Regions from separate parts of the Rattus norvegicus genome. Here region 1 is linked to region 2. A link is a contact called in public Hi-C data. All regions are on one chromosome and are shown on one strand. The core of a region is the stretch at or near the end of the contact, and the rest is flanking DNA. Distances in the headings are between cores, read along the strand shown.

Region 1 (5,808 bases), core at 762-3,261, 37 kb before region 2:
TTTCTGGTTCATATGTACTCTACAATTCTTAGGAAACTACAGATCCTCAAATCACAGTAAGGACATATTCTTTTTCTCAAAAACAGTATTTTTTTTTAAAAAAGATGCTTCACCCTTCAAAACATTGCTGTAATTATTGACACTGCAACACTTACCATAAAGTAAGTTATTTGAGTGCCGGACTAGGTGTTAGGCTTAGTGGTAAAGAGCTTGCCGTACAAGCTCAGTAACTTAAGAGTCCCAGAACCTCACAAATAAAACAAACAAAGCCACCTCAAAAATAATGTGGCTAAAAGCTAAGTACTTTCGTACCAATCGTGCAAAATATCACTATCTAAGATGGTAGAAACTAAACATCACATTCTCACGAACTAACACTAGATTCTGATTGCTTTAGTACACAAATCAGTAAAGACTCTGCTTAATCAATTTCTTAGAGTTTTCAAACACATGAAATAAAACGGTCTTAAAAATCGAAGGGATGGGGGCTGGGGATTTAGCTCAGTGGTAGAGCGCTTACCTAGGAAGCGCAAGGCGCTGGGTTCGGTCCCCAGCTCCGAAAAAAAAAAAAAGAACCAAAAAAAAAAAAAAAAAAAAAAACGAAGGGATGATGTTTACATCATTCTGTGCTTTAAGTATGAATGTATAATACCAGACACATAACAAAAGGAGGTGGCAATGTGCGGCGGAGTTCACATTTTCACGATCAACTGCACCCTTTCTCCAGTTTCAAACATAAAAGCACATCACTGACCTCTAAATTGTCCCTTAATTCTAGTCAACACCACTCTTCGCAGGACCTAGTCCAATTACTGCCTCTGTAGGTAGAGCTGTGATCACTATAAAGATTATCTCTTTAAATAACTGTTCTTGAACTTTTCCACAATCTGCTTCAAAGCAGCAGTGACATTAGCCACAACTGTAAAAGTAGCAGTTTCCTGGGGATGAAGCAACACTTTGCATTAACACATACACCCAGAAAACAAGTATCCAGTTAAGTAGGTAGGGCTATTTACAGAGACGCAAGGATCGCAGTTTTGTTAGGAGTCGATCCAACGGAGAGATAACTTCCTTTTTTCACTCAAACATCCAAGTGAGTCCCTTCTGGCTTTGGGCCTTTAAAATTGCTCGCCCTTCAGCTCCAGGGCAGAACTGCACTCAGCCACTGATCTCCCCTGACTTCCTGGTACTAAAAGCTACAACCACGAGGTTGTTTCGTCAGTTTGTTTTAAAACAATACTTGCTCCATTCACCGCGTTGCAAGGGGCGGGGGGGTACGGGGTGCGCTTCCCCAGCTGGGGAGCGGCTGCCAGGGCAGGGGGCCGTACCTCCAAACAAGTGCGGGGAGAGGTGGGCCGGGAGCGAGCCGATCACCAGACGCGGCCCGCCAGGGCCCCCGCCCGCTGGCCGGTCCCGGTCCCTAGAGCCGACACCGTCCTCTGGGCTGCTGTGCACCGAGTCCTGTGAGCCGTACGGGCCACCGCTGCCGCCGCCACTGCTGGGAATGCTGAAGGCCGACTGTGCCGCGCGGCCGCTCGCCGCGCTGCCCACCGCCCCACCGAGCGAGCGGCTACGGGGCGCTGCCGGGGCCGAGGCCGCCGCTGCTGCCGCTGCCGCCGCCGCAGCAGCAGCAGCCGCCGCCGTGCTGGCCGAGGCGCTGGGCTGCTGCGCGCCGGGGACAGGGGCCGCGAACCGAGCCGCCCGAGCGCCGTCCGCCCCGCCGCCGCCGCTGGTCCCGGAGGGCAGGTCCGAGCCCGAGTAGGCGCGGGTGCGGCCGTTGGCGGCGGGGCCGCTCTGCTTGGCGCCCATGTCCGCGCCGCCCCGGGCCGCGAGCGAGCGAACGAGCGAGCGAGGCAGGACACAGCTCGCGGCTGGTGCTCAGGTAGCCGTACGGACGCGGTCGCTGCCGGGCCGCCGCGACGGGCCGCTACCGCTTGCTACCGCGCTCCGCGGCCTCCGCACCGCCTCCTCCCGGGCGGCCGCTGCCACCGCCGCCATCCTCCGGCTCCCCGGCGGCTCGGAAAGTGGGAGGCGCCCGGCCGGATTGGGGGCCGCCTCCCTGCGCGCCAGCCGCTCGCAACGGGAAAGAGGAACGGGCGGCGCGTGCCCCGGCAACCGTCGCCTCGCGGTCGGCACTGGAGGAGCGGTGGCCGAGTAGAGGCAAAGCGCAGAGATTGGGTCCCGCTGTCCTGACTCTGCCCTACAACCAGGCCTGCCCGCCCAGGCCCCGCCCAGTATGTGGTGATGGACAGACAGGTGGCTCCGCCCCCTAGGCGAGACTCCGGCCACCAATCAGAAGGCGGCCCCTCCTCCCGCACGTGGCCTGTGGACGCTAGAGAAAAGCAAGTGCACCTTTTCCTGGCTGGAGCGTTCGTGGCTGTTCCCTGTGACTGGAGCTTTTGGGTGGGTAGATATGACCTTCGTTGGTATTGTTTACACTGGTTAGGCAAGCAAACAAACAAACAAAAAAACCCCACAATCTCAGCAATGAAGACGATTTAAAGCAAACAAAAAACAATACCAGAGCACAGGAAAGCTGAAGCCAACTTAGAATTATCCTGGGGGAAAAGAAGAGCACAAAATTGGAAGAATGAATGATAATCCCGCTTGACCTTCAAGGGTAGAGCAAAAACTCAGGTGCAGAGACTTCTGCCTGAGACCCAGCCTTCAGGCCCAACACCAAACCAAATTATGCAGACCTAAATTACTTTACCTTTTTGGACTTTAGCGTCATTGCCCAGAATGTTTGGATTAAATCTGCAGAGCAATAGCTGCTTTAAAATCTTGTGGTTTTTCTAAATGGAATTCTAACCACCTTCGTGTATATGGTGCTTGGACTAGCAGGCTCTGACCCTCCCATTTGGAGGGTGCTGGTAGCATTGTCTATGTGCAAGTGTGTTTGTACAAACTGCAGAAATGCATTGTCACAGTTTTTCCCTTTTGTATTTGCGGTGAGTCATTTATGTAGTGATTTTAGACATTCTTTCAAAAGATAAGGGAATGGAGGGTGTGTGTGTGTGTGTGTGTGTGTGTGTGTGTGTGTGTGTGTGTGTGTAAGTGTGTAAATGTTTTGCCTGCATGTAAGTTCCCCACGTGTGCCTGGGGAGATCGAAGATCAAAAGAAGGTATTAAATCCCTTGGAACTGTAGTTATGATTAAATGTCACCTGGGTGTGCTAGGAATCAAACCCAGTTCCTTTGCAAGAGCAGCAGGTGTTCTTAACTGCCGAGCCATCCGCTTCAGCCACAAGTTAGGTTTTTTAATTAGGAGAAATGAGGCCTTATGAACAGGCTTCCTGTAGTAGTTCTCAGCTTCTGGAGAGACTGAATCACAAGGACCACTTGAACCTTAATTCAAAATCAGCTAAGAAACACCAAAAATAAATAAATAAATAAATAAATAAATAAATAAATAAATAAATAAATAAATAAAAAAGCAGCCCCAATAAGGAGAAAAGGGAGAGAGGAAGAAGAGAAGAAAAAGAGGAAGCAGGAAGAAGAGTAGGAGGAGGAGAAGGAGGAGGAGGAGAAAAAGAAGAAATGTAGTTTTACATATATATGTTTTTATATATACATAGCACATGATATATAACTACTCTGAGCTTTTATATAAAATATCTTGTATTACATCATGTGGTTAATGTCTTTTCCCTGCACATGTTACCAGTCACCCCATTCCCAGAGCTGAAGACAGTGCTATGTGACAATGGCCTCATAGTCATGGTACTCATTAGACATCCAACAGTCTATGGCAGTATAGCAGCTTTTCAGTGAATGTGTACATTCATGTTTTCCTGTCACATCAAAATTACTTTTTTTAAAAAAAATGTTTTTTACATATTTATTTGTGTTACCTATGTATGTGACTACATCATGCTGTGGCCTTCGTGTGGTGTCAGAGGACAACTCGCAGGAGTTCTTTCCTTCTACCATGTGGGTTCTGGGTGATTAGTGCCTTTACTTGCTTGAGCCACCTGTCTGGCCCTAAAAGGATCCTTGACAGCCACTCATCACTTGCATTACTACTCTTTGACAGCAGTAGTATAGAGGGGACTCTTCTCTGTTCTTTCCTTGGTCTGCTTCTCTGAACCTTCTCCCCTCTCTCCAGATAGTGACCCTCCTGAAGACTGTGTTTCATTGCCAGGTGGCTGGGACTTCACTTACAATCTGTAGCTTCCTCACACCCCACCAGTTCTTCACACGTAAGAAACTTGTTCTTAATGTTCCTTAAGAAAGTGTTCTTCCTCTGGTACCTCCATTGGGTCTTTAATGGGAAGCCAATCAGGAGAAGATTGTAAGTACACACCAGAGTAGTATGGTCAAACTGGGGTTAGACCTTGATTCTATTCAATGCTGGCTTTGGGTTTGGGGACAAGCCAAGCCCTTTGCCTTAGCTAAACCTGTTTCTTATAAAACGTATAAAACGTATGTGACCATAAAGCCAGTCTCAGAGAAGCTGAGAGTCTCAGAGGATCCACTGTCTATTTGAAAATACTTGGAAATCTGTTGTCCTACCTGTCATGGGATAATAATATGCATATTTTCTGTAGCATGCTGTGATACTATACAGTTTCAAGTGTGCTAAAATTTAGTGGACTTGACTTCACTATTTTGTACAAAGGAAGTACATTGTTCAGCCTTCAGGTATTATTTGTGACTGCTTAGTAATCATTACTAGTACGTACATCACCATATGGCTTGACTGGAAAAACATATATAGAAAAGCCAGAGGTTTTTAAAAATAATTTTTTAAAAAAATAACTTTATTTTATAAGGTAGCTAACACTTTGAACAGTCTTTGGTGCTATAAACAGGCTTCAGTGTGTCGCAAAAATGCTTCACGTTAACCAGCTGGTTAGCAAAGCCCTATATTATGTTTAACATAGATTTTGGAATGACTTTCATTTCTCAAAACAACTAAGGCAGAATGTCAGCACCTGCTAATAAAAATAACCTGATTTTTGCTTATCAAACTAGTTTAAAGTTATTAGTAAGAGATTAAATGTATTATATTTCACTCTCGTTTCACTTTGGCTTGTAAACAATATTTTAATTAAAAAAACAAAAAAACAAAAAAACAGCATCCTGGGCTGAGGAGACAGCTTGGTCTATAAAGTGTTTGCCACACAAAAATGCCAACCAGCATTCAGACTCCAGGACCATGAGAAAATACAGGCATGGAAGTATGGCTTATAATCCTCTCTCCAGGGAGATGGACATAGGAGGATTCCTGGAGCTCACTGAGCCATCCTACCCTAATCAGTAAGCTAAGCTCCAGGACTCAGTGAAGAGACTCTGACTCAAAGAAAAGAAGAGGAAAAAAAAAAAAGAGTTGGTGGGCACATGGGAGGCAGAGGCAGGCAGATCTCTGAGTTCTAGGCCAGCCAAGCAGCTGGTACTTCAGAGTGAGTTCCAGGACAGACAGGGCTACACATAGAGACCCTGTCTCAGAAAAAAAAAAAAAAAAGAAGATAACTGTAATAATAACAATAATAATAGTGGTAATAATAATAATGTGGAGGGTTTCTAGTGAATAACAATCAAAATTGCTCTCTGGTCTCTGCGTGCATGCGTAGACACCCGAAAATATCCATGAACACACATACACTCACTCCCCAGACACGCACAAACGCCTTAACACCAAACAAACATAACCTATGACACTTTGCTCTCATTCCTACATTCCACAGTGTTATAAAAGACTTTACTGGGGCCATACTGTTGCAAACATATAAAACATGGTGGAGAGAGTATCATGGGCCCAGTACCAAGGGGATTTCCCAGCCTATAGAAGTGAAAAGGAACTTAG
Region 2 (5,739 bases), core at 2,387-4,886:
TTAGTGGTCCAGACAGGAGGACTTCGAGTTAGAGACCAGTTTGAGATACATGGCAAGACGATGTCTCAAAAAGCACACCTTACAGATAGGATGCTATGGAATGTTTATTCTGATGCTATGACCTCAGTGTGAGGCTATTTGGAGGTGGGCCTCTGGGCAGTAGGTCAATTTAGATGAGGTCACGGGGCAGGGCTTTTGATGGGACTAGTGTCTTTGTTAAGGTGAGGAAGGAGCAGTAATTCCTCCACCATGAGGACACAGCAAGGTGGCTGATTTCAGACCAGGGAGACGGCCTTCGCTGCAACATGCCAGCGGGTACTTCGAGCTTCCAGAACTATGAGAAGAAAATCCCTGTTGTTGAAATCACTCCATCTAGGGAACTTCATCAAAGAAGCCGGAACACGCAAAGATGGAAGGTCTCTGATCACAAGACCTTTTAATATTTAAGGAAAATATCTATTTTATAGAAATGACAAAGAGCCAGGCAGTGGAACAGTAAAGGAGCAGGTGAATGGCCCCTTGGTGCCATGTTTCACCCAGTACAGTATAGCTTCCTGTGCATCAACACCATCAAGGTGCAAGTTGGGACTTGGTTGTGACAAAAAGTGCTGGTGGTTATGCAGTCAGACGCCATATCCACCGACTGTGCCTTCTGTGAGAAGCTGAGTAGCAGATGTCATGGATTCTGCCTCGGCCAAGATCCACTCTGGGGGATTCGAGAGTAGCAGTTGGTTCTGAGGCCGGGGAGAGCCTGATGTGTTGAACATCTGTTGCAAAGGAAAAGAGAAAGCTAATTTGTGGGGATTTCCATTTATAGTTTTTTAGAGACATATGTTAAGTGGACTTTACTGCTCATTATCCTAGATGCCCTAGAAAGATTTTGCCTGAACTATTGTAAGTTTTTTGCCTGAGGAGCATGCAGACAGCTGTGTGTGTTCATGAGGAAGAAGGTGAAGGCTGGCTGTATTTTTTAAAAGGAAAAAAGAAGTAAGTGCTCGGAGTTTAAAATATAGTCTCATGTCAACAAGCGTGGGACTGAAACAGGTGTGCCACACACACCCATTCCTAAGCAGTTGGCAGACATTAGTAATCGACCACTGGATGGTCATTGCTGAGAACACACGACTATTCCAGCTCAGGGCTCAGGGGCCACAAACCATCCTTCAGATATGATTCTCCTACAGAGACTTAGTTGGATTTCCCCTAACCCACTGACGACATCACAAAAAAAAAAAATATATGTTTAGCTGTGAGCCTGTTCTTCCTGCTTCTACCTCACCTCGGCTTCAGCTCTCCATCCCCAAGGCACACTTGGACCTTTTGATCTCCACATTTTTCAATGGCCAATTCACCCAGGTGGCTCTGGCTATGCCAGGAATGATGATGTTCAGGGTATTTAGCAATGACTAATCAGCCAGAATCTCTCCCTGTCCATAGGCGGCCATAGACAGCTCTGCCCGTGCACGGTGTTTTCCCTTAGAGTGTGGCTGACAGCCAGAATGGAGCCATTTCCAGGTAGCATTTGAAAGATCTCCTGCCGTGTAGAGTTGATAAAACCAGAACCATCTGGAAACAGCTGCATTGAGATTCAGGACTTGCACGTTGACAAAAGACAGCATATTCCTTGTAATTAGAGGGCATTTGAAAGAGCGTCAGGACCAGAGGGAAGAGGTCCTTAGGACTCTTCGATTATCACCCTTTCCTTGGCTCTGTCCAGAACCCTCCATGCCTGAAGATTTTTCTCTCTGGACCATTTTGTATTAAAACATCTGTGAAAAGGAATGGTTGTTTGGAGGCCGTGCAGCTCCCTCTTAGCATGCAGAGTCAAAGAGCTCTCTTACCTCTGTCATCTGGAAAGAAATAGAATAAAGGGAGAGGGTTTACCTGGCTAGGAGTTGCATGTAACGAGTATGAGAGCACTCTTTCCCAGTGTACATGCCATGGATCCTTTGCCTGCACAACTATCTCTGGTCATTTGTTGTAACATTGACTTTGGAACCTCTGACCCAGTCTAGTACAGTGTTTGTTTGGTTGTTTTGACTGAAGCCTGCAAACAAGAAACCTAAAAGTTTTTCATTGTACTGCACAAAGTCATGGTCTTCTATTGAACTGATTTCTTTTTTAAGACTTCTTTATTTAGTGTGTGTGTGTGTGTGTGTGTGTGTGTGTGTGTGTGTGTGTGTGTGTATGAGGGTTCTGCCTGCAGGTATGAATGTAGACCACATGTATTATATGCTCGTGCCAATGAAGCCATCAGATCCCTTGAAACTGTAGTTGTGAATGGCTATGAGTCATCATGTGGGTTCTGGGAACTGAACCCCAGGTTCTCTGTAAGAGCAATAAGTGATAGCCCCAGGCCATCTCTCTCTAGCCCCTGATTTGATGTCTTAATATGTACATCTTGAACATTCTGGTATTGACTTTTTTTTGGTTACCTTCACAGTAGAAATTAGTCTCAGAAAGAGCAGCTATGACATCTAGGAGGAAACACTAGCCTACATATCACTGCACACCAGGTCACTTGCTAGGTAAAGACCTGAAGGACAAACAATTCATTTGTTTCTGTCTTTCTCATCTAATCAATATTGGTGATTCCTGTAGATGGCAAAAGACTCCATAATAGATGACACCAAGGATCTTGGGGGCATGATGTGACTTGTTGCTTAGTTAGTAGTATCCCTTCAACTCTACAAACTCAGCAGATGGCCTTGGGTCCAAGCCCACTCAGTTTGGGACTCTCCTAAAGCAAATCCCATGCTCCAAAGTCTTCTGGAGTCTCTTTGCTATATCAGGAGAAGCCAGCTCCCATTTGGCATGTGACACATACCTATCACCCTAGCATTCAGGAGGCTGAGACAGGAAGATCACAAATTCAAAGCAAACCCAGACTACACAGCAAGGTCCTATCTTAAAAAACAAATAATAAAATGCTACTCCAAAATGGCTCCTTGCTGACAGCAGAAAGTGTACCCTACATTGAAATTCATGCTTTGCAATTTGTTTTGAGGACCGGTTTAATACTGTTAGAAGACCATGAGCTTTGGGCTTAGTTCAAATCCAGATGTGGATTTGACCACTAGGGATCTGATCTGCTGACTTCTGCTCTTTGAGTGTCTGCCTTCTGTTATTTTAAGTAGCCATAGGCTTTCCAATATCATATAGCTCTTAAGAGGACTTAGTGCAGCCGTGGATATGGAAACCTCATATATTTACGAATGCATACAGGGTGTATGCCCTCAATCCATCCTACTGCCAAAAGCCAGGTAAATTTCCAAAGCTTTGTGTTATCTCTGCTAACCAAAGTCAGTTAATCATTGACTGACAAAAGCGGTCACAGAAGAGCTGGAAACTTCAGGCTGTCCTCTGGCTCAGTGTTACCAAGCAGAATTTAGAATTTTATACATGGCTACATTGTACAGATGTTAAAAATTTAACACCAAAAATAATATGAGAAAAGACAGCCAACAGCCATAGGTACATTTACACAGAAACATCCTTGACATATTTATCTTGAGTGTCTTCATTGGCCTCCAAATAGGGCAGCATTGTTGTGGGTTAATCTGGTGCTGTCTGTACCCTGATGTTAATTCTGCTTCCTCAAGAGTGGTCAATCATGTACTCAGGTGATCTCATGGGAACCTTCTCCCCATTTTAACTGGTCAATAAAGGTTAGAGCCTGTGATTAGGCAATGGAGGGGGGAATGGGACTGGAGGTTTGAGATTGGGGGAAGGTATGGAGGCAGAAGAAGATCAAAGGGGAAGGAGAAAGGATGGAGAAAGAGGAGAATGAGACCACAATGGACCAGAACCATGGCCAGGACAAACCGAGAGTAGCCAGGGGTCTTACAGCCAGGGAATGAGTTAGTATAGTGTTAGATCTGTCCAGTCTAGGCATGAAACTTATAATTTTAATAACTGGATTGTGTGTTTTTCATATGGCTTATTGGGGTTGGAAATTACAGCAATATAGTATTTGCTTCAGAAGTGACAAGGCACAGAACACGAGTTAGTTAGTGCCTTGTTCTAGACACCTTCCTGGGGCCCCTACCAGAGAAGTGTTGCAAACCTATGGTGAGCAGAGGTCAGGTAGGTATGAACTGGCATAATGACAGTCACAAGTTTCAACATCTTTTGCCAAATTCCTCAAGACATACAGAGCCTGGTTCAGTTTCCATTTCGCAATAGAGAAAGCTAAGGCATAGTAGTACTTTGGCATAGTGGTGAATTCAGGAGAGAAAGTGTATTTTAAGGTTGGGTCTAATATTCAAACACTTGAGGGTAACCTGCTCAGCTCCTATCAGTACCCACCCGGAAAGACAAACAGAGCAGGTGGGGGCACTCAAAACCTCCCAGCATCAATCCAGACAGCAAGACTGTTTAATACCTCTATCATGTTTCCAAAAATATGTCACCTTTAAGTCAATTATTTTTTTTAAAAGCTCACACTGAAATGGTTTTTGTAAAAGCTATAAATATGAAATTAGAAAATATAAGAAATGTTAGCTAAAAATAATAAATATCGTAAGACCCTAGAAATTACGGTTCCATTAATTAATTGTCTGACACATACTCTTATATTCTTTTTTTTTTTTTTTTTTTGGTCTATGTGAGAGACTTGGGTGTTACTGATGTCAACAAGTTAAATTATAGTGTCTACTAAGAAATAAACAAAGGTAATAAATCTATCTGCAGAGAAAGAAATTGAGGCCCAGAGCGGCAGAGTGACTTGTCCCACAGCTGTGGTTTGGATATGGTTTTAAACTCTCTTGGTGATAGTTAGAGGTGGGTCTTTAGGATCAACGGGATCAGGAGGTCTCTGCCTTCACGAGTGGATGGATTCATTCAAAGATCCTTACAGGGTAATCTCAGGAGTGACGTTGTTATGGGAGAGCTCGCTGGTGGCTAGATCGGACTCACCATGTGACACCTTGTTATAATGCATCACAAGGCCCTCATCACGTACTGACCAGAGACTGTCACCATGTTCTTGGACTACCCCATGTCTGGAGCAGCGAGATAAATAGACTGTTTTTCATAATAAACCACAAATCCTGTAGTATTTGTGTTATGGCATGGGAAATGGAGCATGGCACTGGCAAAAACAAAACTGAATTTGGTTTTTACTCCGTCAAAGATGAAACAGAAAATTCTCCATTACAAGATGGGAGTGAGTATAAATTTTACTATCTCAACCTGAAATTTGTGCAGTTGGGCTTCATATTCTAAGGTCTGCTGTCACCAACGTGCAAAGTAAAATGACTGGAGTTCATGTAAAGAAAGAGTCACAGTGAGTCAAGGACCTACTGCTGGCACCAACTGTAGGTCAAATTAGACATTTAAAATGCCAATGTTTTCTGCTGCTCACATCTGTCCCTCAAAGGTGACATATAACTAAAATGGGACTGCTATGTGACTCGGCTATACCCTTCCTCGGTGTGCACCCAAAGCACTCGGAGTCAGCACGCCACAGACATACTTTGTGCATCCGTGTTTATTGCAGCACTGTTCCCAAAAGCCAGGAAACAGAGACAAACTACATGTCCATCTACAGAACAATAGATAAAGTGTGGCATGTATACACAATGGAAGTCTCTGCCCACAAAGGAAAGGGAATCATGCCACTTTGATGGATCTGAAGATCACAACACTGGGTGAAATAAGGAAGATTCAGAAAGACAAATACAAATACCACATTTTCTTCATAATGTGTACTGTGTGTGTGTGTGTGTGTGTGTGTGT

Evidence for each region. A called contact is a pair of places that touch in the nucleus more often than the background predicts.
Region 1: a contact with region 2 is called in a Hi-C map of liver, with 4 times the contacts expected there. The contact joins the promoter of Znrf2 here to the enhancer-like site in region 2. A contact is called at or near these places in 3 of 12 Hi-C or Micro-C datasets (kidney and liver).

What each region holds. Positions count from the first base shown.
Region 1 is chr4:85,276,905-85,282,712 of GRCr8, reverse strand. Znrf2 (zinc and ring finger 2) reads right to left here and starts at 2,011. Exons shown (of 5, transcript NM_001108628.2): 1 at 1,329-2,011. The coding sequence starts at 1,809.
Region 2 is chr4:85,242,003-85,247,741 of GRCr8, reverse strand. No RefSeq gene overlaps it. Among named protein-coding and RNA genes, the nearest start is that of Znrf2, 36 kb to the left of the region's middle. Within about 2 kb of position 3,636, at least 3 of the 93 cell types and tissues checked have an H3K27ac peak or open chromatin away from gene starts, as enhancers often do. A contact at or near this core is called in liver, where this site is marked.